2 separate regions of the Sus scrofa genome follow, and region 2 is linked to region 1. A link is a contact called in public Hi-C data. All regions are on one chromosome and are shown on one strand. Each heading gives the region's core, a stretch centred on a gene start, on an enhancer-like site or on the middle of the called end of the contact. The rest is flanking DNA. Distances are from core to core; before and after follow the strand shown. Region 1 overlaps ITPKB (inositol-trisphosphate 3-kinase B). Region 2 has its middle 34 kb from the start of PSEN2.

Region 1 (5,624 bases), core at 1,745-4,244:
TAAGGATGCGGGTTCGATCCCTGGCCTTGCTCAGTGGGTTAAGGATCCGGCGTCGCTATGAGCTGTGGTGTAGGTCGCAGACTCGGCTGGGATCCTACACTGCTGTGGCTCTGGTGTAGGCCGGCAGCTACAGCTCCAATTCGACCCCTAAGAACTTCCAGATGCTGCAAGTGCGGGTAAAAAGAGGAAAAAAACAAAAAAAGAAACTTTGCAGATTTAAAAGTTTACTTAATTGGACCCCCCACACCTGTGGGTTGTCATAGCCCCAATGGATCCTCCAGCTTCCAAAGAGTCCCCAGCCCAACCCCACCCCAGACAGCCCCTGAGGGCTGGGGATGGGAAGGACCACACCCAGCACCCAGCACCATGGTCTCAGGGCCTTTATTCAGGAAGGTACAGAGCATCTGCGGTCTGGTTAACAGGCACTGGGGGGGAGGGGGAGGGGTTGTAACAGCTCAGTTTTCTCCGAAGGTGTCTCCGGAAGAGGGGTGCTGAGGCCAGGAGAGCCCTCTCCTCCAGAAAAAGGCACTGGCGGGGGTGTGCCCTCTGCTTCTTCCCAAGCAAGGGCCTGGGTTACTCTCTCTCTCACACACACACACACACACACACACACACACACAGGCCAACCGGACGCAGAGACACTCAAAGCTAAATACAGCTAATGGTGGAAAGAGTCCATGGTGGTGGGTGAGGTGGGGGGGGGGGGAGAACAGTGGCCAGGGCTGCATCCGGGCTCTCTTCACAGGGCGGGAAAGGAAGTTCAGAAAGAAGGCAAAGCTTTAAAGGAGAAACAGAACCAGCCTCTCAGTCTTAGTGTTTTGTGCAATTAAAAAAACCCGACAAAATAAATATAAGTTAAAAACTTCTTACATGACACTAAAGGCACATCTGGGACAAGTAGGTGAGAAACCTCCTTCTACTGCTGAGCAGTGCTGAACACTGAGAGCCCCCCCCGGGGGGGGCCCTCCCCCCAGGAACACGGCAGGAAGGGCGCCTGCTCACCTGTGCACAGATGCACACAGCTCATCCCACCCTCCCGGCACCTTCGAGGCCAGGACCCAAGGAGTCCCCGCCTGAACCCGGCTGGCTGGGGATGGTTTTCAGATGGCCTGGGCAGGGCCTCTGGGAAATGCCAATCCAGGATCCATCTCTCCTGCCTGGATGAGGGAGTGGGGATTAGAGGGGAGGATGGGTAGAGAGAGTAGGTGCAGAAGAGGAGAACTAGCACAGGAAATACAAAACCCCAAACCCCTACTAGAATAACCCTAGAAAGATGTCACTTCCTACCATTCACGAATACAATGCCACCCAAAGCCAAGGATTGCTAATGAGGGGTGCTGTGGGCCTCCTTTGATAAACGGATCACCTGCATCTTAGCACATTGTTTGCAAACAACCGGTGCCTGCTGAAAGTGCTTGGAAAGTTTGTTCTTTTAAATCGGTTTCAGCTGGTCGCCTGTAAGTTTTGTTCATTGCATTCATTTGCTTTTGCAAAATTTTGTCACAGCTAGACTGCCGGGGTGGGGGCACGTGCTTGCCAGCCCACAGCTGGAGAACCTCTCCATCAGAAAGAAGGCTCTCTCTTCCCTGCAGACAGCGGCAGCACAGACCCCACCCCCACCCCATGACCCCGAGCTGGCTTTGGGCTTTTGCCTCCTAGGGTCACGTGGTGTCACAGGTCTCCCGAGCTCAGCCGGGTGGGGGTGTGACCCCCACAGGAGCTCACTGCTGTTTTGAACAAGAGCCAGGAAGTTTGAAAGTGATTTCCTCTTTGAAAAACTGTACTGAGACATCCTCATGGGTCCCACCTTCCGGCCCCACCAACCGTCACACCCAGAGTGAAAAGGGAAAAATGCACATGTCACATGAGCAAGTTGACAGTTCCCCCAGGGACGCCGAGGTGACAGGGGGCAGCCCAGGAGGCCCTCCCTCTAGATGGCACACACGCCGGGGGACACTCTTTCCATGTGTCCCTGGAGCAGCTCCCTGCAGAGCAAGGGGCCTGACCTCCGGTGGCCAAGGAGGGCACTTGCGCCACCGCTGCTCTCAAGGGCCAAAGAGCCAGAGTTTTGTTCTTTACAAGTCTCACAAAATTTACACTCTTCTCAAGAATATAGACCTACTTGCTTTACAATTAAAATAAGACTTACAGGTGTTCCCTGTGACTCCTCGAGCCACCTAGAGATGCCAGGCAGAGCTGCCCAGCACCCAGCTACGTTCTCTGGAAGCTGCCCACCAGGCATTGGGGAACATGGCTAAACCCTGCAGGCTAAGACCTATTTCAGGGGGAAAATGAAGCTGGTAAGGCAGCCTCCTGCTTCCTCCCTACTGGGCACTGGCCTGAGGCTCTGCCCCGTGACCAGTGGGGACTCTGGATCTCACAAGAGCCCCATGTGTGCAGCACGTTGGACCAGCTGGCTCCAGGAGGTGAGGAGATGAGGGGACAAGAGAGGAGTGTCCCCTGCAGCCTGTCCTTCTTCCCCTGAGGCTGCCTGGGCCCTGGTCCACTGCCACCCAGGCCCCAGGACCTTGCCTGGCTCCGGGGGGTGGGTGATACTCCTGGAAGCTCAGGTTTGCAGAATGTCCCTCTGAATTTGTAGGCAAAAATCACAGATGGAAGAACACCACTCCTGCCTGCCCTCTCCTGGGAAGGCCAATGTCAGAGAGCATGGTCAAGTTGGAGCTGGACCCCTCTTGGCTCCTGGAGTTGTTCCAATGCTAGAGAATTTCAGTACCGGATGGGTGGGGTTCCCTGCTTTAGCAGCCCTGCAAAGGCCACGGCAGCATCTCTGGGAGTCCCCAGGCTGCCAAGCAGAGGGTACTTAATTGATGGCCAACATGCTAGTCCTAGGGGTGCTGTGCCCCAACTACCAGAAACCTGGCGCCAGGTACCTGTTTTTACAGCCAGGCACCCCTCCCCCCTTCCCCAATCTGGGGAGCGGAGAGGATGAGGCAGAAACGGGGCTACGCCTTAGAGTGGCGCCACCGGCACCGGCCACCAGGGGGCAGCAAGCCCCCACAGGTAGCCTGCCAGAGGCTGGGGCTCTTCGTGATTCTACCACCACCTGAGCCTCCTTCCAGATCGAAACCCAAGTGGCCTCCCTGCAGGCAGCTGAGCCTGGATTGGGGCATCTCTCTACTAGTAGGAGCTCCTATTGAGAACGCCAACTAAAATCCCCAGCTCCAAACCCTTCAGTGAGGGGGTAAGTAGAAAAATCTCATCTCGTCTGCTACAAAGTGTCTTGTAGTGCCTGCCGATCCGGAGGGTCAGTTCTGGGGTTTGCACCCGGGTGGAAGTGAAGGGGAAATTCGGAAGGAGAAGGGACGCAGGGGGGAGAAGGGTCGGGACGGCGGTGAGGTGGGGCGCGGGGCGGTTTCAGCGCGCGGGGCTCCCGGGCACATTTCCGTCAGGATGTCGATGAGGTTGTTCAGGCCCGAGAGGTAGCCGTCCTCCCGGTTCCCCTCCTGCCACGGGATGTCGTGCTGCAGGGTCTGGCCCTCGGGCAGGGTGTGGTTTTCCCAAAGTCGATCATCCACACCTTGGCCTGTTCCTTCTTGTCGTGGATGAAGAGGAGGGAGCTGCCGATCACCTGGAGGGGGGCAGGGACATGAGGCGGGGAGGGGTTTGGGCCCCGCCCTGCCCCCCACAGCCGGCCCCCCAGGGGGCTTGGAAAAGCCTGAGGCTCAGTGAGCTGGACAGAGAGCACTATTTTGAGCCCACAGCCAGCCCTGGGACTTTGCCACACCCCTTGGAGACTCTGACTTCTCCCTGTCACCCCGAGGGGGAGGCGCCAAGGCGATGCCACATTCCTACCTGGGCAGGGGGCAGGGCAGGTAGAGGACCCTGTTCAGGCACCCAAAGCCCAGGAACAGGATGGGCAGTCAGGCCCAGGTCACCCCCATCCAGCAGCACACAGGGCCTGGGAGGCTGGTCCCTGCCAGGCAAAGAAGGTACCAAGGGCACCCCCTTCGCTGAGGGCCAGGTCAGGACGCCTGCCTGGGGTAAGGCACTGTCCCACATACAAGCCCGAAGGAGACAAGACAAGAGCGTGTGGGAAGGAGCTGAGGTGTCATCGTCACTCTCAGGGCCCTGGGCAGGACGGGGCAGACCTCCTGGAAGCGCTGAGCCCAGGGAAGGGGCATGTACTGCCCAGGTGGAAAAAAGGCAGGAGCTCCAGCTAACGTGGCCCCTCGCTAGACCTGAGGTTTCCAAATGAAGCTCCAGAGAGAATATTAGGCAAAACAAATTTTCAGGAAATAACAGCAAAGGGCTAAAGAAGGGCGGGCAAAAGCTTTGGGATGATGCCTGGGGCTGTCTGGGGTGGGGGATGGGGGTACAGCTGGGCCCCTGTGTGCCGTGTGCACCTGTGTGCTGTGTATATGCATGTGTGTGTGCATGTGTGTGCCTGTATGCATCTGTGTGCATGTGTGCCCTGTGTTCACATGTGTGTCTGTGTGTGCCTGTGTGCATGTGAGTATGTGTGTACACACGGGCTTCCCAGCATCAGGCCTGATGTTCCTGTCTGCCTTCTGCCCCTGCAGACAAGGCAGGAGCCAGAAAAGTTCCAGCTCTGCTCCAAGTGGTACCCAAAGACCTGCCTGTCCCTCCTGTGGATCTCAGGGTGGTGACAGGAGGCTACTTGGCTACTGGAGCAGCTCGGAGAACCTCTGCCCTGGGACCCTAGGGCGTGTGGGACACGAGTCCTGCCACAGTCACTTGGAGCGGGGGCGCCTCCGGAGCTGGCCGGCAGCAGAAGGAGAAAGAGGGAGCTGACCGTGGCGCTCGGGCAGGCCAGCCGCGGGGTGGTCCCAGGGAGCCTGGCCCAGACGTGTCACAACGAGGGGCTGATCTGGCTGCAGTCATCCTAAAAATGTCGCTGGGGGCTTTCAGAACAAGCAGGTCCGCCAGCGTGGGGTCAGGCTCACAGCCCAGTAGGTGTGCCCGGAGGTCGTAGTGACCACAGAGCCCAGCGTTCTGCCCACAAGGACACAAGTCTAATGCCTACCTCATGGCATTTGAAGAAGGGTGAGACTTCTAGGGTGGCCCTTATGTCCTTCAGCCGGTCCCGGTAGGCCATCTGGGAACAGAAAGAGGAGCAGATTTTTAAACACTTGAGGCAGGAGTGGGTTTTAGGCACTATTTGGCCCATTAGCATCACTCAGTGTCTGCGGGAGACCCTCACGCCCCTATTACTTCAACCTCCTTATCTAGAAATGAAGATACTGAGGCCCAGGGACGGGGGCCTCCGAGCCCTGGTCCCACACTTCCTCCACTCCACAGGAGGTGCTGAGAGGGACAGTGCCCAGGCAGCCAGGCGGCCTCCTGGAGCCCCTCACATGCGGGTTTAGGTCCTTTTTGGACTGCCAGCAGTGCAGACAGCACCAGAGAGAGCCCGACTGTGGTGTGTGTCTTCCTGACACCAACTTCAGTTTGTGACTTTTTTTTTTCCCACTTTTGGCCACCCTGCAGCATATGGAGTCCAGGGCCAGAGATCAGATCCAAGCCACAATTGTGACCTAAGCCACAGCTGTGGCCCTGTGCTGGGCCAGGGATCAAACTCGTGTCCCAGGACTCCCAAGGTGCTGCCAATAGCATTGTGCCACAGTGGGAACTCTTCAGTACCC
Region 2 (5,624 bases), core at 1,982-4,481, 150 kb after region 1:
AGGCACAAGCCAATTTAGAGAGTGAAAGCGCTGACTTTTTTGATGCTCCTTTGTGCTGCTCCGTATCTACTGCTGGCCTGTGCCCCTGGTCTCCCTTGTCCTTTTTTTTTCTTTTTTTTTTTTAAATGGCCCCACCCATGGCACATGGAAGTTCCCGGGTCAGGGATTGAATCCAAGCTGCAACTGCAGCCTATGCTGCACCTGCTGCAACACTGGATCCTTAACCCACTGCACCAGGCAGGGGATCGAACCCGCCTCCACAGCAACTTGAGCCATCGCAGCCTGATTCTTAACCCATCGCACCACAGCAGAAACTCCTGGTCTCCCTTGTTTTTGTCACTCATTTGTGGCCCTTCTTGCAGAAAGAGAACTGGGGTTGCCACAATTCCATGTCTTTCCCCCTCCTGTGTTTTCTGGGAGTGACTCTATGGAAACCCACCTCAAATGCACGTACAGGGAACACGAAGACCCAGAAAATGTGCTGGGGTCATTCTAAACACTAAAAAATTAAGGTGTAGGTGAGAAGCATCTTCTGGCCCCCAAACAGGACATTCCTCGTGTCCCTGTCCTCCTCCTTCTCAGGAGCACCCCAACCAGTGGAAACTTGGGGTGAAATAGAGGCTAAGTCTTTTTGTTCTCCCCTTGCCGTATCCATTTCAAAACAGCCTCTGCTGGCAGCTGACCGCCTATATTTATCAGGAAACACTGGTCCCCTGGCTTTTACCACCTGGTTATTCAAACACTTAGAGCAATAATTTACATACATCCCATGAGGAGTCCTCCCCAATTCAAATGAGTAACTGCTAGAGGAAATCTTTTTTCCATGACCTGGGGATTTGGTTGAAGATGATGGGGTCTTCAGGAAAGAAAGGCAAGTGACAGGTTTATGTTGATGTTCCAAGATCACCCACCGTGTGGTTCAGTGGTGGCTGAAGGTCAGGTCCATGACAGGCTGATAATTCACCTCCACATGAAATTTCCCATGGCCCCTTCTGGTCTGGAGAGTGTGCGTGATGCCCCAGGAATCGTCCCAGGGGGTTGTCCACACTTGGGGGAGACCTGAGCATCAGTCTTGGCTTTTCCAAACCTAATGGGCCTATGAAATAGGCTGATAACTCAGACAAAAATTGATTGATTTAACAAACACGTTTTTTGCTTTTTTTAGGGCCCCATGTGAGACATATGGAGGTTCTCAGGCTCGGGGTCCAACCGGAGCTACAGCTGCTGACCTACACCACAGCCACAGCAACGCCAGATTCAAGAGGTGTCTGTAACCTACACCACAGCTCACAGCAATACTGGATCCTTAACCCACTGAGGCAGGCCATGATCGAACCCGCATCTTTGTGGATACTAGTTGGGTTCTTACCCTGCTGAGTCACAATGGGAACTCCCTAATTACTTATGATTTCTTATGATTCTGTAGCTTGGTTGGGTTTGGCTGGGCAGTTAACTCTTCTGTTCTGCATTGAGTTGGCTGAGGTCACTCCTGTGGCTGCGTTTAGCTGGGAGCTTGGCTGGAGCTGGAACGTCCAAGATGCCTTTGCTCACACGTCTGGCTCCACAGCTGGGGCTGGAAGACCGGGCCTCTCCCCAAGCAGGCTCTCGTCATTCAGCTTTCTGGCCTGAGATTATTTATTCATGGTGGCCCAATCCCAAGAGGCCAAAAGCAGACACTCTCAGGTCGTGTAAGGCCTGGGCCTGGAACTGGCAGCGTATCACTTCCTGCACATTCTTTTGGTGAAATCAAGTCACAAGGGGGAGATCAATTCAAGGGGAGGAGAGAGAACTTTCCATGGCTTGCTGAGAGGGGTAGTGTGAGGTCACTGGGAGGATGGAATTGTTGGCGCCATCTTTGAAAACAATTTACCACACTAATGAAAGAAAGCAAGTCCACAGAGGGATAGATTTCATGTGGCTCCAAGAGCATACAAATAGCAATTTTTTCCATGTTAAAATTGTCTCATGCTGTCCCCTTGCAGGATTTTAGGGATCATCTAGCTGCTCTAGGATCATCTAGAACTCTATTGACTACAGTATAGTCTCATTAAAGTCAAACCCTTTAGAACTAATCTATACCTTAGAGACACTATAGTGGCAGAAAGCTGATCACTAGTTGCTTGGAACTGGGGTTGGGGAGGGGGAGATTGACAGCAAAATGGTGTGAGGAAACATTTGGGATGATGGAAAATATTCTATGTCTTGTGTATGGCAGTGGTTACACAATGAGTTTGTCATAACTCATTCAACTGTACACTTAAAACAGGTGCATTGTATTGCATGTAAATTATACCTCAATAGAGGTGGTTCCCCCCAAAGTCGAAGCAGACTTACTAAGAATAATCAGAAAGGCTGAGTTTGAAGAGTGGTTAAATACAGCCAATGTTAGGGGTATATTATATTTACAAACAATAGCAAATTCCTTCGGGAGGGAAAGGAAGCCAAGGGCTAAAGGGGATGTTTTGTTAGTTCCAAAGCAGGATACGCGTTACCAGGTCCTCCTGCTGGAATACTTAAAAACACGTTTGCTATCATTTTCAGAATGTCAAGTAGGTGATTCTTGGGATTTTAGAGATTATTGAAGAGTGACTACATCCTGCTTCCTGGGGTACGGGAAGGGCTGGGGTCACCTCAGAGCAGAAACCAACAATAAAACGTGTTAGATCGTCTCAGAATTCAACCGCCCCGGCTTTGGGGAAAACTGCCTCAGGACTTCCTACCTTCAGGCCGCAGGATCCCACCTCGCAGGTGATCTGTGTAAAGCTTACACATTATTCAGGTTCTGAGTATCAAGTTGGATTCTAAGAGTGTTAAGAAGGCTGTCTTGGGGAGTTCCTGTCATGGCGCAGTGGTTAATGAATCCAACTAGGAACCGTGAGGTTGTGGGTTGGATCCCCGGCCTTGCTCAGTGGGTTGAGGATCCAGTGTTGCCGTGAGCTGTGGCGTAGGCTGCAGACGCGGCTTGGATCTCACATTGCTGTGGCTGTGGTGTAGGCCGGTGGCTACAGCTCTGATTAGACCCCTAGCCTGGGAACCTCCATATGCCGAGGGAAGGGGCCCTAGAAATGGCAAAAAGATTAAAAAAAAAAAAAAAAGAAGGCTGTCTTGGGGGAACTGGGGGTGTGGTGGGTAGGTGGATATGCTAAGCGAGTTCCATTTGTCAAATGCCTCCCACCTGGCCACAGGTAAGAGCTCCAGGGGCTGCCCAGCGCTGAGATCCAGCTCCGGAGAAAGAGACAGGCTTGGGTGAGCCGTAGCAGGAACACTATTTAGCCTGTCTGTGTGGTACAGAGGCAGACCAGGTATGTTCACATCAGAAACGCCATGCACCTGGTGCAGGTGTGGAAAGGTACAGGGATCCTCCCCCACGGGTGAATTGGGTGGCTGTGGGGACAGGGGATCGTCACTCAAGGAGCCCTCGATTGGAAGGTTGGCCCTTGCTCTCCTGTGTTCATCACATCTACCAAGTGGTTGGTTGGACCCTGAGATAGAGACCTTTCCTTACAGCCTCTGCTTTACGTGAACATGCACTTGGGGAAGAGAAGCATTAACTAGACTTTATCGTTCACATAGAACTCACTGTGTCCACACCTGCAATGATTTCAGTCAACTGCAGCCATATCAACAAAGCACCATTAACATGGACCACTGATTTCTGTATTGCACTGGGCAGTAATTTTAGTTACTATAAGCATTCTACTTGAACTTTTAACTGGTAGGGTCAGGCCCAGAGCAAGGTCTCTCTGGAGCTAAACTTCCCAGGGTAATGAATAAAGCACACACAGCATTAAGGAAGGGCAGATGTGTCCACGACATCTTTCCAGCTTCCTTCTAGAAAGGGTTCCTTGGGAATGTACGTTTTTTTTCCTCAATGGAATTAGCTCATCAGTTCATGTTCTCTTTACCTTCGCCCCACCCCCGAATCAAAACTTGAAACTAATTTCATGGGAAACTGCTCTACTAAAGGGATGTTGGAAAGGATCTGATCAAATACTTACATTGATTACTATTAAACTACAAATTAAGGACCCAGTCTTAAGGTTTCCCTTCTAGAGACTTCGGGTGAGCATATTTTAGTCTTAAAGGAATAAAAATGGATAAGGGTAGATCTTAGGCATCGGTCATCAGAAAACCTTTCCTTGACAATATTTTGTAAGGAAAAAAAAATCTTCCCGGCACTAGCGTTCTTCAAATGAAACCATATAAAAACTACTCTGCCTTACTTGTTTGTCCCTTAGAAGATCCAAGCAAATACCGTCAGCATCCCCTGGAGGTGGTGGGATCATCCAGTGATGCGGATTTGATGTCACAGCAGCTAAAATTCCTTTGCCTTCCTGAACATCCATTCACAGTTTCCACTTATTTTAGGCTCCTTAAATTCTCAAAAGTCTTACATGAGATTTAATTTGGGGGTCAAGACCCTTTTTTAAGCACTATTTATTTAGTTATGCATGGGGCGGGGGGTTCAACCATCTCGATTCAGGGTTTCCAGCACATCCTTAGGAGCAAAGGCGCGATATAAAATCTCATGCACAGAGGCACTCGCACAGCACCTCTGGTTTCCCAAGTGCTTGTAAACTGTCAAGTGACTCAGAAATACCAGGGACTCATCCTGACAGAGTCCAGAAGGAAAGGATGACTTCATCTGAAGCCGACCCAAAGAAGAAGGCACATCTGTCATCTCCCGGACAGTGTTCCAGGCGGAGCCTGAGCTCCTGGAAGCGGGATGTGTGTCAAGGCTCAGCTCACATCTGGCTGCCTCATCCAGGGGAGCTCTCAGCCCCAGAAAAGTCAGGAATGCTTCAGGCACTGCTCCCCAAACCGGAAATGAGGCCTGGCTAGCCCCTGGGGGAGACCTGACTCTGCTGCTGCTAGCAGCTCCCACCTGCATCTGAGGAACCTAGGTTAGTCATTCCTCACCTCCCCCAGGTGGGCCCTTTGGCAGCCTGAAAAAACCCATCTGAAGCTCTCCTTGCTCATTATCTGGACCCTGGTGTCTCTCCACGGCTGCTCAAGGCTTAAAGAGGACCAGCTGTTCTGCGGCTGCCCTGATGCTCTACAGCTGTAATTGGGAACCAATGTGCACTTGGGCCTCCATCGCTTAATCCTACTGAATAATTCTGCCTGGCTGGAAAAGCAAAATGCTTCGCCTTCCAGCTGCTAAAATTGCCCAGCTACTTGACACCTTCCAGCTGCTAAAACTGCCCGGCCACTTACCACCATAGCATGAGGTGATGTGTCAGCCACCCTTCCTTCCATCACTCCAACCTCTTCTTGCCAACAAACAAACAAAAAAATCCACAGTCTAAGTAGTGAGCTGATTTATTGAAGGATATCGTGTGGCTTACAGAATTTCCAGGAAGTCCAGAAAATCATGTCTGGAGGCTCTACAGCCTGGAGCAACCCAGATCATCTTCCCACCACTGCTGGCGTGCAGGTGCCGTTGGCATATTAGATACCGAGATAGGACACCATCACCAGGACCTCTGCCCCTGTCACCCCTGTGGCTCTGAGATCTCAATGATTGCTCCACTGAGCCCCCAGGAAAGAATTCCTCCAGGTGCTTCTCACAAAGGTACATCTGATTGGCGATGCCTGGGTCACTTGCCTGTGACCTAGCTGCA

What was found. Hi-C and Micro-C count contacts between places; a contact is called where the count stands out from the background.
Region 2: a contact with region 1 is called in a Hi-C map of retroperitoneal adipose tissue, with 3 times the contacts expected there. The contact joins two enhancer-like sites. A contact is called at or near these places in 3 of 5 promoter capture datasets (fetal liver, fetal skeletal muscle and liver), 33 of 47 Hi-C or Micro-C datasets (adipose tissue, alveolar macrophages, blood and 17 more) and 2 of 2 datasets of contacts at active chromatin or transcription factors (alveolar macrophages and skeletal muscle).

The regions. Positions count from the first base shown.
Region 1 is chr10:14,362,672-14,368,295 of Sscrofa11.1, forward strand. ITPKB (inositol-trisphosphate 3-kinase B) reads right to left here. Exons shown (of 10, transcript XM_021064414.1): 8 at 5,006-5,077; 9 at 3,508-3,589; 10 at 212-3,505. The coding sequence ends at 3,267. Among named protein-coding and RNA genes, the nearest start is that of STUM, 71 kb to the left of the region's middle. Within about 2 kb of position 2,995, at least 11 of the 83 cell types and tissues checked have an H3K27ac peak or open chromatin away from gene starts, as enhancers often do. A contact at or near this core is called in retroperitoneal adipose tissue, where this site is marked.
Region 2 is chr10:14,507,915-14,513,538 of Sscrofa11.1, forward strand. No RefSeq gene overlaps it. Among named protein-coding and RNA genes, the nearest start is that of PSEN2, 34 kb to the right of the region's middle. Within about 2 kb of position 3,232, at least 15 of the 83 cell types and tissues checked have an H3K27ac peak or open chromatin away from gene starts, as enhancers often do. A contact at or near this core is called in retroperitoneal adipose tissue, where this site is marked.